2 separate regions of the Mus musculus genome follow, and region 2 is linked to region 1. A link is a contact called in public Hi-C data. All regions are on one chromosome and are shown on one strand. The core of a region is the stretch at or near the end of the contact, and the rest is flanking DNA. Distances in the headings are between cores, read along the strand shown. Region 1 holds the start of Idnk (idnK gluconokinase homolog (E. coli)). Region 2 holds the start of Agtpbp1 (ATP/GTP binding protein 1).

Evidence for each region. Hi-C and Micro-C count contacts between places; a contact is called where the count stands out from the background.
Region 2: a Hi-C map of B cells shows a contact between it and region 1, with 8 read pairs. The contact joins the promoter of Agtpbp1 here to the promoter of Idnk in region 1. A contact is called at or near these places in 3 of 39 promoter capture datasets (cranial neural crest, liver and pre-B cells), 1 of 484 Hi-C or Micro-C datasets (B cells) and 3 of 115 datasets of contacts at active chromatin or transcription factors (astrocytes, embryonic forebrain and pancreatic cancer cells).

Annotation. Positions count from the first base shown.
Region 1 is chr13:58,153,693-58,160,041 of GRCm38.p6, reverse strand. Idnk (idnK gluconokinase homolog (E. coli)) reads right to left here and starts at 2,393. Exons shown (of 5, transcript NM_198004.3): 1 at 2,306-2,393; 2 at 135-165. The coding sequence starts at 2,355.
Region 2 is chr13:59,555,106-59,560,860 of GRCm38.p6, reverse strand. Agtpbp1 (ATP/GTP binding protein 1) reads left to right here and starts at 3,559. Exons shown (of 26, transcript NM_001377097.1): 1 at 3,559-3,763.

The sequences.
Region 1 (6,349 bases), core at 1,144-3,643:
CTCTCTCACTGATAGCTCTGATTTACCACTACCAGGAAGAAACCTGGATGACCATGTTGAGGTATCTGCACAAACATAGGCCAGAAGAAAGGGAGGAAGCCGTGGACAAGAACACAGTGGGCAAGGAGAGTTACCTTGGAGGCCAGCAGCGCACCCACAGTGGATCTGTGGAGAGAATACAGACATTGTTATTTCTGCCTAACACATATGAGTGCCAGCTGTTCTGAAAGAGTGCCTGAGAGATGCACAGCTGAGATTCAGGCTCCTTCATGGTCGCAAAGCAGACATGCCCTTAGCCATGGAGTCTAGAGACGGTCTTCACTGTCCTTAGGAATACTGGTGAAGGTGTATTAGCCAGAAAGCAATGTATCATATCTAACTAAAACTCTGAGCTAGGGGTGGTAGCACATACCTGAGATCCCAACACTTGGAGGCAAAGGCAGGAGGATCTCTCTAAGGAGATCTCTAGCCCACACAGGCTGTCTTATGTAGACACTGTCTTAAAAAATAATTCCACACACACACACACAAACACCAGGTAAAGGTTTTTTTCTCAATAATGTTTTGTAGCTCTGTGGTAGATATAAGAAGTGGAGGCAGGGAAATGGACAGTTGGTTCTAGACTATTGGATAGCACACGGAGATGCTAACTCAAAAACCCAAAACTAGCCAGGTATGGTGGTGCACGCCTTTAATCCCAGCACTAGAAATCAGAGGCAAGTGGATCTCTGAGTTCAAGGCCAACTTTGTCTACAATATGAGTCCAGGACAGCCAGGGTTCTGTTACTCAGAGAAACCCTGTCTTGAAAAACCAAACCAAACCAACCAACCAACCAACCAAAAATAATGAGAGAATGTTTTAGTCCCTACTGCATAAATGTTTATATTTTAAGAGAGAACACTGAATGAATGAAGAAAATTGTGCTTTTATCAAAGATTCAAGAGAGAGTTTTTTTTTCCTTTAAATACTACTGAGTTTATTTTTTTGTTGGCCAACTACTCCCCAGGATGGGACCTGCCCTGAAGTGTGGTTGATACATCCAATGAGAGGGGTTTAATAAAAAGTTTAAATGCCAGCACACTGTAAAGTTCGGAGGCCCGTAAAATCTCAAAGCACTGCTAGCTTACCAGATACACACAATGCTGGTAAGGTAGCACAGCAGTTAGACCACTGGCTGCTCTTCCGGGGCCTCTGGATTTGGTTCCCAGAATCCAGATGGCAGCTTGCAACCATCTGTATGGAACTCCCATTGCAGGTACTCTGGTGCCCTCTTCTGACCACCGTGTGCACTGCACCCTTGTGGTACTCAGACCAAAACCCCATAGACACAAGACACACCAACAGGAGCAGAGATGGATCCCGTGCCATCAACACCCTCCTCCATCTCTCCTGTAGAGTTCCCCTTAGTTTTTCACCCTGCAGTACCTGTCACTCAACTGAGTTCTCATTCAGCGCCTCTATCGACTCCCCAGCCCCTGAACTGTTTCCAAATCAGCCCAGTCCAGCCACTCCATCAGAAAACAAACACCGGTGATGCTCTCAGGCTTATCCCCCAGTCTCTACCACAAAGACAATCTGAGCTCGTACTATGGGCTTTGTGTGGTTCTGGACAGAAGTGAAAGGGTTTCTGGGTAGAGTCGTACAACAGCGGGGTTTTCGCCTCTGGGGTTTGTTTGTTCACTCTGTGGTGCTGGGAATGAACACACACACACACACACACACACACACACACACCCGGCACGACAATCAAACACTCCACCACCGAGTTACTCTGTTCCGTTTCACTTTCAGTTTAAAGAACCTTGCAGTTAGATGGCGTCTATCAAACCAAATGCCTACCGCTTGCTTGCTTACTTCTGAACCTTCCAACACTGGGCTGAGAAGAAAATGCACATTTTGCAGAGTTTTAGCAGCACTTTCATATTAACATTCCAGCCTGAGCAGGCACACGATCAAGCTTGTTTCTCACTTTTCAAAATCTATTTGGAAGAATCCAGACACTCACCTACTAGGGAGACCATGCACCCAGGCAAAGCTTTGTACAAAGACCCAGGGCGACGTTTGCCTCCTGGTTTGGGGTTCTCACCCTCCCACACTGTTCTGCGAGGTGCCACCAGGCCCAGGTTTGTAAGGCTGAGAAGGGTCGCTAGCCACGGTCCGCGGTGACCCTGGGGAGCAGCTGCCAGCGGGGCAGGACAGCAGGGGTCCTCAGCAGGGGCCGCAAAGGCATGGCTCCCAGGGCTCAGGGCCCACACAGCCTCCCAGCTCCCATCCGCCCGTCCCCCAGTCCCCCCAACGACCTACTTTCCGGAGCCGCTCACACCCATCACCAGCAGCACCCCGGGTGCCTCCATGACCGTGCTCCCAGGTCCTCAGCGCCCGCTTCCGGGGCAGGTTCCTCCCAGTTCCTGACGTCACGGGACACGCCCCCGCATCTCCAGCGCTGACCGCTGGGCGCTGCAGCCAGAGGACATCTGCAGGCATTTGCAGGTCATCATGTCCTGAAGCAAGGAAGCCACCGGGATGCAGGGACAGTGGTAGAAACAGACAGTTTACTCACAAAGACAGCAGTGAAAGGACACGGAGTGGGCCGGGAGATCTCTCTCTCTCTCTCTTCTCTTTCCTCTCCTCTCTCTTTCCTCTCTCTCTCTTTCCTCTCTTCTCTCTCCTCTCTTCTTTTTCTTCTTTCTCTCAACTCTCTCTTCTCTTTTCCTCCCTCTTTGCTCTTTCCTATCTCACTCTCAGCCCGCAGACCCCACCCCACTCTGGAAGCCAGTTCCTCTTGCTCCGGTTCCCCCTGTGCAAACAGCGATTTTATATCAGAAGACATCATTGGCTGTTATCTGCCCAAGGGGACAGAACGCAGACAGCTAAAACCAGCGGGCCACAGATCCATGCTCACGCGCACACTGAGGCCTCACTGACTCTCCTGGAGGGAGCCTGCAAAGCAGGCTCAGAAGGGACTCCCAGCCAGGACAGGGACAGGTTGCTCTTCCCCGTAGAGGCTTGTGTCAATGACACACAAGAAATGGCAACTGCGGTGCGGCTCTCGGTAGTGTTGGCCATGAAGACAGGTGCATGTGGGAGCTGGAAGTGAGCTGCAATCCACATGGATTTCCTCCTGAGAATAAGCAACACCATCTGAGCTTCTGAACTCTCTTAGTCCACGGGCTTCACCCACAGCGACCACCATCCAGAGCCGCTCTTGGGACAATGTGAAGAAGCAGAAGGGACTGGAGAAGCGTGGATGGTGTGTGTGTGTGTGTGGGGGGGTCTTCTGCATGTATGTGTTTGTACCATGTGTGTGCTTGCTCAAGCCTCAGAAAGCCAAAAGAGGGTGCGGATGCCCAGGAGTTACAGAGGGTTACAAGCGACCCTGGTCTAGTCTCAGCAGGAGCAGCAAGTGCTCTTAACCCTTGAACCATCTCTCTAGTCCCTTTAAAAAATAATTTTTATGTGGACAGGTATTTTTACTTTTAATACTCTCTGGGTCAGATGGTACCTCTAGATTTGAGAAAATCCCAAAATGTTTTCCAAGTTGGCTGTGCCATTTATGCCCACCAAGCAATGTGTGGGCCCTCTGGTTTCTCCGAGTCACCACTAATGTTTGTTGCTGTTGTTTTTACTCTAACCATCCTGACTCTCTCTCTTTAAAACAAGAATTTTACTTTATGTATAGGAGCGTTTTGCCTGCATATATGTAAGAGTACCACATGCATGCAGTACTTGAAGGGACCATAGGAGAGCACTAGATCTTATGAAACTGGAGTTATAGATGGCTGTGAGCTGCCATGTGAGTGCTAGGATTCAACCCTGGGTCCTCTTCAAGAGCAGCCAGTGCTCTTAACTGCTGAGTCATTACAACCCCATGCTTTCTTTATCCCTGAGACTTCTAAGACATGGCTCTCCCTCTCCTAGTTCTACCTCAATGGCCGCTCTTTCTTAGTTCCTGTGTATGTGTCTATTTCCTCTTCCTCTTCTCCTTCTTCCTCTTCTTCCTTTTCTTTTTCTCAGGTTCTAAATATTGGAGTGACTTTGTCTTGAGACAGCTTCTCTATTACAGGGTCTTACTATGTGATGTTATCTCAAGTGCTTACATACATGTAAAATTTCTTCCCAGTACAGATCTTTGTTTAAAAAAAATGTATATAAGTGCACTGTAGCTGTACTGATGGTTGTGAGCCTTCATGTGTTTGCTGGGAACTGAACTCAGGACCTCTGCTTGCTCCGGCCCCACTTGCTCTGGCCCAAAGATTTATTTATTATTATATGTAAGTACACTGTAGCTGTCTTCAGACACACCAGAAGAGGGCATCAGATTTCATTACAGATGGTTGTGAGCCACCATGTGGTTGGTGGGATTTGAACTCAGTGCTCATAACTGCTGGGCCATCTCTCCAGCCCGAGTACAGATCTTAATAATCCCTGATCTCTGTATACCCAACTGCTTGCTTAACTCTTAGTTTGTTTCATTTATATTAGAGACTTAATATCAACAAAACAAAATCCATAATAATGTCTGTCTCCTCTCTCGGCCTTCCAGATTTCAGCCAATGAAATTGCTTTCCACGTGGCTGGTCAACTGAACCTCCTGTGAACTAGTCTTGACTGCTTTGTCTTCACCCTGATCAAGGCTATCAACAGATTCCTGTTAGCCCTGCCCCTGCCTCCCCTCCCACCGCCTCTGGCTGTGTTTGAAGCCATCATTTCACGCCTTCTACCACAAGCTTGTTCCTCAGCATCATCTTCTTTTCCCTCCACCACTGAAGGAGACTGCCAGATGGTCTCACCTCTGTCAACTGTCCAGATGCACAAAGAAGCCCTTCATTTAAAAAGTTAAATCTTTATTTTAATTATTTACTTCCTTATATATACAATTATTTATTAAAAAGTTAAGCATTGATTGTGTGTTGGCTCTGTGCACATGAGTGCAGATGCACGTGAAGACCAGAAGAGGGTGCTGGTGTTCCTGAAGCTGGAGTCCCTACAACTGTCGCTCCTGTTGTGCCTTTTGCTCGGAATTCTTTTGACAGTCAAACAAAAAGAGGAGCCATTAGAGTCTAAAAAAGGAGTTTCAATTTGGTCTCATTTTAGAAGTCATAAAGACTTTCAATTCCATCCACTTACTCATGAATAGATTTATTTGTGGATGGTGACTATCAAAAGTGGAAGAGGTTGGGGCTGGAAGGATGGCTTGGAGGTTGAGAGTGCTGGCTGTTCTTCCAAAGGTCCTGGGTTCAATTCCCAGCAACTACATGGTGGCTCACAAACTCCTTAATGAAACCTGGTGCCCTCTTCTGTCCTGTAGGCATACGTGCAGACAGAATGGTGTATACATAATAAATAGATCTTTAAAAAAAAAGTGGAAGAGGTTAGTATTAAGAAGTCTTGATCAGGGGGCTGGAGAGATGGCTCAACAGTTAAGAGCCCTGGCTGTTCTTCCAGAGGTCCTGGGTTCAATTCCCAGCAACCACATGGTGACTCACAACCATCTGTGATGGGATCTGATGCCCTCTTCTGTGTGTCTGAAGACAGCGACAGTATACTCATATAAATATAATAAATAAATAAATCTTTAAAAGTTTTCAAAAAGAAAAAAAGAAGTCTTGATCAGATAAGTATTGCATATGGCTGTTGTGAATTTAAAACCTGCCTCTTCCCTCCCACCCCTTTCTCTTCTCCCCTTCCCTTCCCTTTCCTTCCCTTCCTTCCCCTTGCTTTTCCTTTGTCCTTGCCCTTAGGTAGGGCTCTGCAAAGGAGACCTGTCATGGGTGAGAGGAGGATGATGGTAGCCCAGCATGGGAGGTGGGAGAAATCCTGTGTGGTGGTAAGGTGGTCTATAAAAGAAAGGATGGTAATGTCACAGTATTATTCTTATTTGTGTGCACTATGATGTTAAAAGGCACAAGGGAGAGAGAGGCACCTATGTAAAGGCCTCAAGTTCAGACAAGCGTGATATTTAAAATTGCAAGGAGTTGTGAATGTGAGGGAAGCCGAGTGCGGGGTGGGGTGGCGTGACGGGGGTGCTAACCAGGGGAAAGGCACCTAGCACAGTAGTGTCCTGTCATGATGTATTAGTCACATGATAATCACTGCTGTGCCTCTAAAACTGACTACGAAGAGCACAGCATGAAGACAGACTTCTGTTTAACACCACACAGGCAATGCTTTTGATCTCAGCGGTCAACACAAACTTCCCTAGAGATGTGTCTCTTTAGGGGCTGCTCGTCAGAGTAGACCGCTTAGGCGTGGGTTTGAGCCAACAGAAAGTCTTCGTTAGCTGCCAGCGACTTTACTGAGTGTCTGGGGGACCAGTCTAGCACTGGGTGAGATTTTAAGCACACACGA
Region 2 (5,755 bases), core at 2,310-4,809, 1.4 Mb before region 1:
CAGAGTTATCAGTGATACACTAAACAATTAACTTTTCTTCTTTAGATACTGCAATGCCCATAACAAACATTGAGAAATAAAAATGTTTTAAATGACCTGTAATGATACGAAGCATTATCTATTGCTAAAACTTCTAATGTATATTCTTCCAAGCTTTTAACAGATAAAAACAGATTTTTACAAATATAGATAGCATCATGATAACTTCCTCATTTGTATAACAAAATATCATGAATATGTACTGATACCATTTGTAAATTGGATGCCAAAGTACAGAGGTCACAGGCCACACATCTCAGTAACTGTAAAGAGGAGAGTCTAGAACTCATGGGCCTTGTCACACGTCTCAGGGGGTATAAAGAGAATCTGGAAATCACGAACCTTGATGATCATATAATTAGGAGGAAAATCCTCTTTAGTTTTTGTTTTCAATTTAAATTTACTTTTTTTTTTTTTTGTTACCTTGTGTGGTAACTTTAAACTCAGTAAAGAAGTACAAAATATAAAAAAGTGATAGCATTTACCCATTCTGGGCTCTATCAAATTGTAGAAAATACATTGGTTTTTTTTTCTTAGAAAATAAAATAGTATACGCCACAAAATCCTGTTCTAATACACATATATTTTGATAGTATTGAGTTCTTTAAATACTTTATGTAGGATTATACCATCCATGCAGCTCAGCCCCTTTCCCACAGGGCATGAGGGAATCAGAGGACAGCTTGCAGCTGCTTCTCTCCTTGCATCACATGGGTTGAAAAGATTGGATTTAGATCCCCTGGCTTAGTGCTCAGGGTCCTTACCACTGAGCAGGCTGGCCCTTAAAAAAATGAATTTTTATAATGAGCTCAGTCCCAGTTATATTCTTGGACTGACAGTTTAAGATTTTAGTTGTTCCCAGGTGATGGTGGCCCAAGCCTTTAATCCCAGCAAACAGGAAATAGAGGCAGCTGTATTTCTGCAAGTTTAAGACTAGCCTGGTGTACAGAACTAGTTCTAGAACAGCCAGGCCTACAGGAAAAAAAAAACCCTCTCTCTCTCTCTCTCTGTCTCTGTCTCTCTGTCTCTGTCTCTCTCTCTGTCTTTCTATCTCTCTCTGTCTCTCTCTCTCTGTCTCTCTCTCTCAAGTTTTCTGGCCCTGATCACCATGCCATTTGTAGCAACCAGATGGAAACCATGGTAAGACCTTTTACATCTAAATCCATTCCATTGTGTGCCATATAAGGGTTATTTCTCCCATCTCCCAGCTTGGCCACATTTATTTAGGTTCGGCTCAAGTTCTTCATCCTGAATTTCTGCTCCTCGGCCTATTTGTAGGAAATTCTTCAGCCTGACACAGGGCAGTTGCTAGACATTTCATCCAGTGAAGTTATTTGCTTTATTTCCCCAAAGATCTCCAGATGATTGCCTCTGACCTATATAGGTGTTCAGTAAATTGTTGATTGTTGAATATGGCGAAGAGCTATAACAGTCTTGCAATTCCGGAGGACCCACCAGGTTTCAGAAATCCAGGACCGAACTGCTGTCCCAACATTTATGCTCCCCACGGAAACCGTACTTTTGGAGAGGTCCATGGATATTCTAGATCTTTCAGCTACAGTTTCATTATTAAGTTTGTTGCATTTTGTAAGCCACAGTATTAAAGATTTAAGAGGTAAAGAAATCAAGAGAGATGGAGCCATGCTCTCTACCACTAAAGCCGAAATAAGTGAAGTTGTACAGAATCTCTGAGTTGCCAGGCTGAGGTGTGCCAGTTAAGCGATCTAGACTGACCTACATCTGATGACTCTTTTTTACAAGTTATTTTTGTGGCAGTTGGTATTGAACTGGGGCCCCAGTGCAAAGCATGTATCCGGTCACTGAGTCATGCTTCCCTCTAGTCATTAGTTTATTGCCACACAATGAGTGAGGTTTCAAAATCATTTGAATTCCACTACTGTTCAGGTAGGTTGGAAGCAGGCCTCTGGGGAGAAGGGAAGTGGAGGCGTACAAGATTGAGCTGAGCCTTCAAAGGAGTGGCTCTGGGAGAGAAGGTGTCTAACAGCATGGCGATGGAGGGAGATCTTGGAGGACCCTTGCTCCTGCACAGTGCTCTGGCTGAGGGTTTGGAGACAGCTGGAGCAGTGTGGTGCTCAGAGAAGTAGCCAGCTAATTCCCGAGTGCTCAAACCCTTGTGCTTCCATGCTTTTAAGTTATGGTCCTTGAGGCTGGGAACTCCCATGGGTCTGATAAGAGCTGGAGCCCAATCCTTCTCCAGGTGAGAAGGTTCTCACACTTGCTAAAGGTGCCATTCATCTGCAAGTTGTGTGTTTGCAATAACTTCAAAGCCAATGACGCTGTGGGTTACCCGGCTGTATGGGCCAATCTTCTGAGCCTTTGTTCTGACCATTAACCATACTTTGCTAAAGAGGAATTCAATTTATATGTATTTCTAGATTGCAAGTTGATTTAGAAACACGTTCTTTGAATAATGTCTCATGAATTTTGAACTACTAAATGTTCTTAGACAATCGTTTTCATTTTGGGGAGTTTGTGGTGGAGAGTGGTTTAAAGGTATTTTAAATACTTGAATCTATCATTATGTGCACATGTGTTATAGGTATGGGGAAAACCAACATTTATAAAATGGCAGTCTTTTGTTCCTCTCAGTAAAGACATCTGCCAAGAGCAAGTAGCATGAAGCACTGTTTCACACCTTGAATACGTTTTTTGAATTACCTCCACAAACCTGCTTGAACGAAACATAAGAACAAAATAAAAACCCCACAGGGCTCAGTTTAGTCCCCTATCATGCTGTGATAATTTTACATCCCTTACCAACCACCATAAACAGGGAGCATGGTCGATGCTCCTTAAAAAGGCAAATGATGTCTTTATTAACAATGTATCTCAGAGTATTTAAACACAGTCAAAACACAAGCATGCTCCCTACTTCTCCCCCACTGTTTTTTGCCTTTAGCTTCTGCACCAAGGTTTTCCATAACATCGTTTTGAAATGAATGGGCATGACATTTTGTTCGCAGTACCATCAGATAATCTCATTTACCTGGATAAATGGGCCATGCGCCACAGCCTTCACAGCCTGTTCTGGGTCAACTTGGGGTCAGGAAGGACTAGCCTCACTGTTTCCCAAGGTTTGATGGGATTTGGGAGCTACGCCCCCGGTTGGGAAGGAAAAAAGAAGGCGATTTGATGAACGTGTCGATCTGCTAGCGGGCTAACACGTTTACACTGGCCCACGACCCACAGGAACCCAAAGGTAAGGGCGCGCACCGCCGGTTGCCCACGCCAGAGTGGAGTCCTTTCCCTACTCCGCCCCACCCTGCCCCGCCCGCCCCGCCCCGCCCCTCCTCGCCCCGCCCCGCCTCTTGGTACCCACCCGACCTTGCGCACGCGCAGCTTGTCTTCCCTCCAGGCGTGCCGCCCCCGCCGGCGGGCACGCGCCCCGCGGGCCCCCCCCCCCCCCGACGTCCCGCCCTTCCCTGGAAGCGCCCTTCCCCCACGCGCACGCGCCCTACCGGGCGCACGCGAGCCGGCCCTCGGAGCCGTGAGTTGGGCGGGGCGCCGCGCTGACGTTGCCCGGGATGCGGGCATGTTCCGCGGCCGTCTTCGCCGCCTCCGCCTCTCCTGCCACCCGGGTTTGTATGAAAACGGCGGGCCGCGGGCGGCGGACGGCGGGAGAAGGGCGGCGGGCGGCGAGGAACCGCCGTGCGCCCCGGGAGTCCCGGGCGCGGAGGCCGAGCGCAGCGCCCAAGCCGAGCCGGTGAGCGTCCCCGCCGCCCGCGCGTCCCGCTCGCCGGCTCCCGGCGGCTCCTCGGTTCACTTGGCGGAGGCGAAGCGCGCTGCCAGGCGGCGAGGCGGGCAGTCGAGCGAGCCGGGGCGGTCGTCGCCCCGTGCACTCTCCTCCGCGCTCCGCTGCCCGCCACTCCCTGGCCTCCGCCCTGCCGCGCCCCGGGACCCTTTGATTGGCTGCTCCCTGACAGTTTAGCGCCGTGGACGGCAGTTTCAACACCTCCCCGGGTGGTCGGGGTGGACGTTGACTGTGTATGCTGGTCCGTGGATGATGCAGGTCTCGCACGGCGTGTGAGGTAACGACGGCGATCCCGCTGGCATGGCAGGCTGTCTGTGGCAAGCCCTCTCCAGGTGTTCGGAATGGTAACGGTGCCCATCAGGTACCCGGCAGTTCGCAGTCCACAGAGTCGAGTGGCTCTCCCGAGCGCTCGCTCTTCCTTGGCCAGCTTCTGACTTATTCTCACAGTTCTCCTTGCTTCCCTGAGAGAGGAAGTTATTTTTGTAATTGTGTTTTGGAAATGTTTCTGGTTTCGTTGGCTGCAGAAGAAATGATTTATTTAAGGCACTTTGAACGGTACGGATTTTAAAACAGGCCAGATGTCAAAACCAAAGTCCTGGAGATCTGTAATCAGATCCCTCTAATGGGCCGCACTTTGGCGATGCCTTAGTCCACCCGAGTTTCTCCTGGTTTGCTTGGTTTCTCGTTCTCCCGAGTCACATTCTACAATGGAGTTACACTGTCATTTTGAATGACCATAGAGTTTTGCCTTGAATTGATGGATCAGTGTTTAAAATTGTAATCTCTGTTGGACTCTGAAACAGACCCCTTATGTGTTTGACCAACATGACATAAATGTCAAATATATTAACGTAATTTAACCTTCTGTGGTATTTTTAGTTTCTTAAGATTTATACGCATATGCATATGTATATATACATATGTGTGTGTGCCTGTGTGTGCATGTGTGTGTGCACCATGTGTGTACCTGAGGAGGTCAGAAGAATGTGTCAGATTCACTGGAATTGGAGTTACATATGGTTGTGAGCCACCATGTGGATGCTTGGAATCAGACCCACCCAGGTTCTCCGAAAGAACGGCCCTTAATCATTGAGCCATCTCTCCAGCCCAGTGGTAGCAATTTTTAAATAAAGGTTTTCCAATTGATTTGGCTCAAGGGTTACCCCTTATTTCTTTTACATGTGTGTATAGATCAGAGCACTTTTGAGTTTTGGTTCTCTTTTCGACCTTGTGGTGCAGGTGATGGAAGGAGAGTGGTCATGGCCATGAGCCGGTGCTTGCAGAACCATCTTGCTCTCTCCCTTGAAGCATCCTCTTTAGAAAAGTCTGGCGGCAGTGCCGTGTAATGATTAACCCTGCATTAGTTAGAGGTAAAAGCTGCAAGGGCGTGAACTATTTTAATTTGTATGGCATCCTAAAGTTTGGATTTTGCCTTTTTAGCTTCCTCCTCAGTAGTCATCTTCAGAGTCTGCTCTTCTTGCTTGATGCCCTCAGCTCTGAGTTCAGATAGGAGGAAACGGTGACTGGTGATCCTCTGCACATCCCTTAGGATCGTAACTTGAGCAGCGGATATCGGTGCACATGCCGGAGAGGGTTGAGGGTGGGTGCTGTGTGTTAGACCTCATGTCACTGCAGGTCACAGTGCCTGGCTGTAGTGTCGCAGTGGCTGAGGAGTTGGGGCTCGGCCAGAGTGGCTGAGTTTGTGTCCTGGCTTGCTGCAGGCAAGCTGTTTATTCTCTGGATGCAGTTCTGTCCTTGCCCAAAATGGAGATGATGGTGCTTGTGCACTTAGGGTGATCTCATGAAGTTAACACGAGTGTGGCGCTTGTCCACAGAGCATGGCTCACGGGAAGTGCTCAGTAGGCATAACTGTTGCTGCTACTGATCGCCCTCGGTGTAAGTGGCTGAAGGGAGACTTCAGACTGAGCAGTGTTAGCACAGATC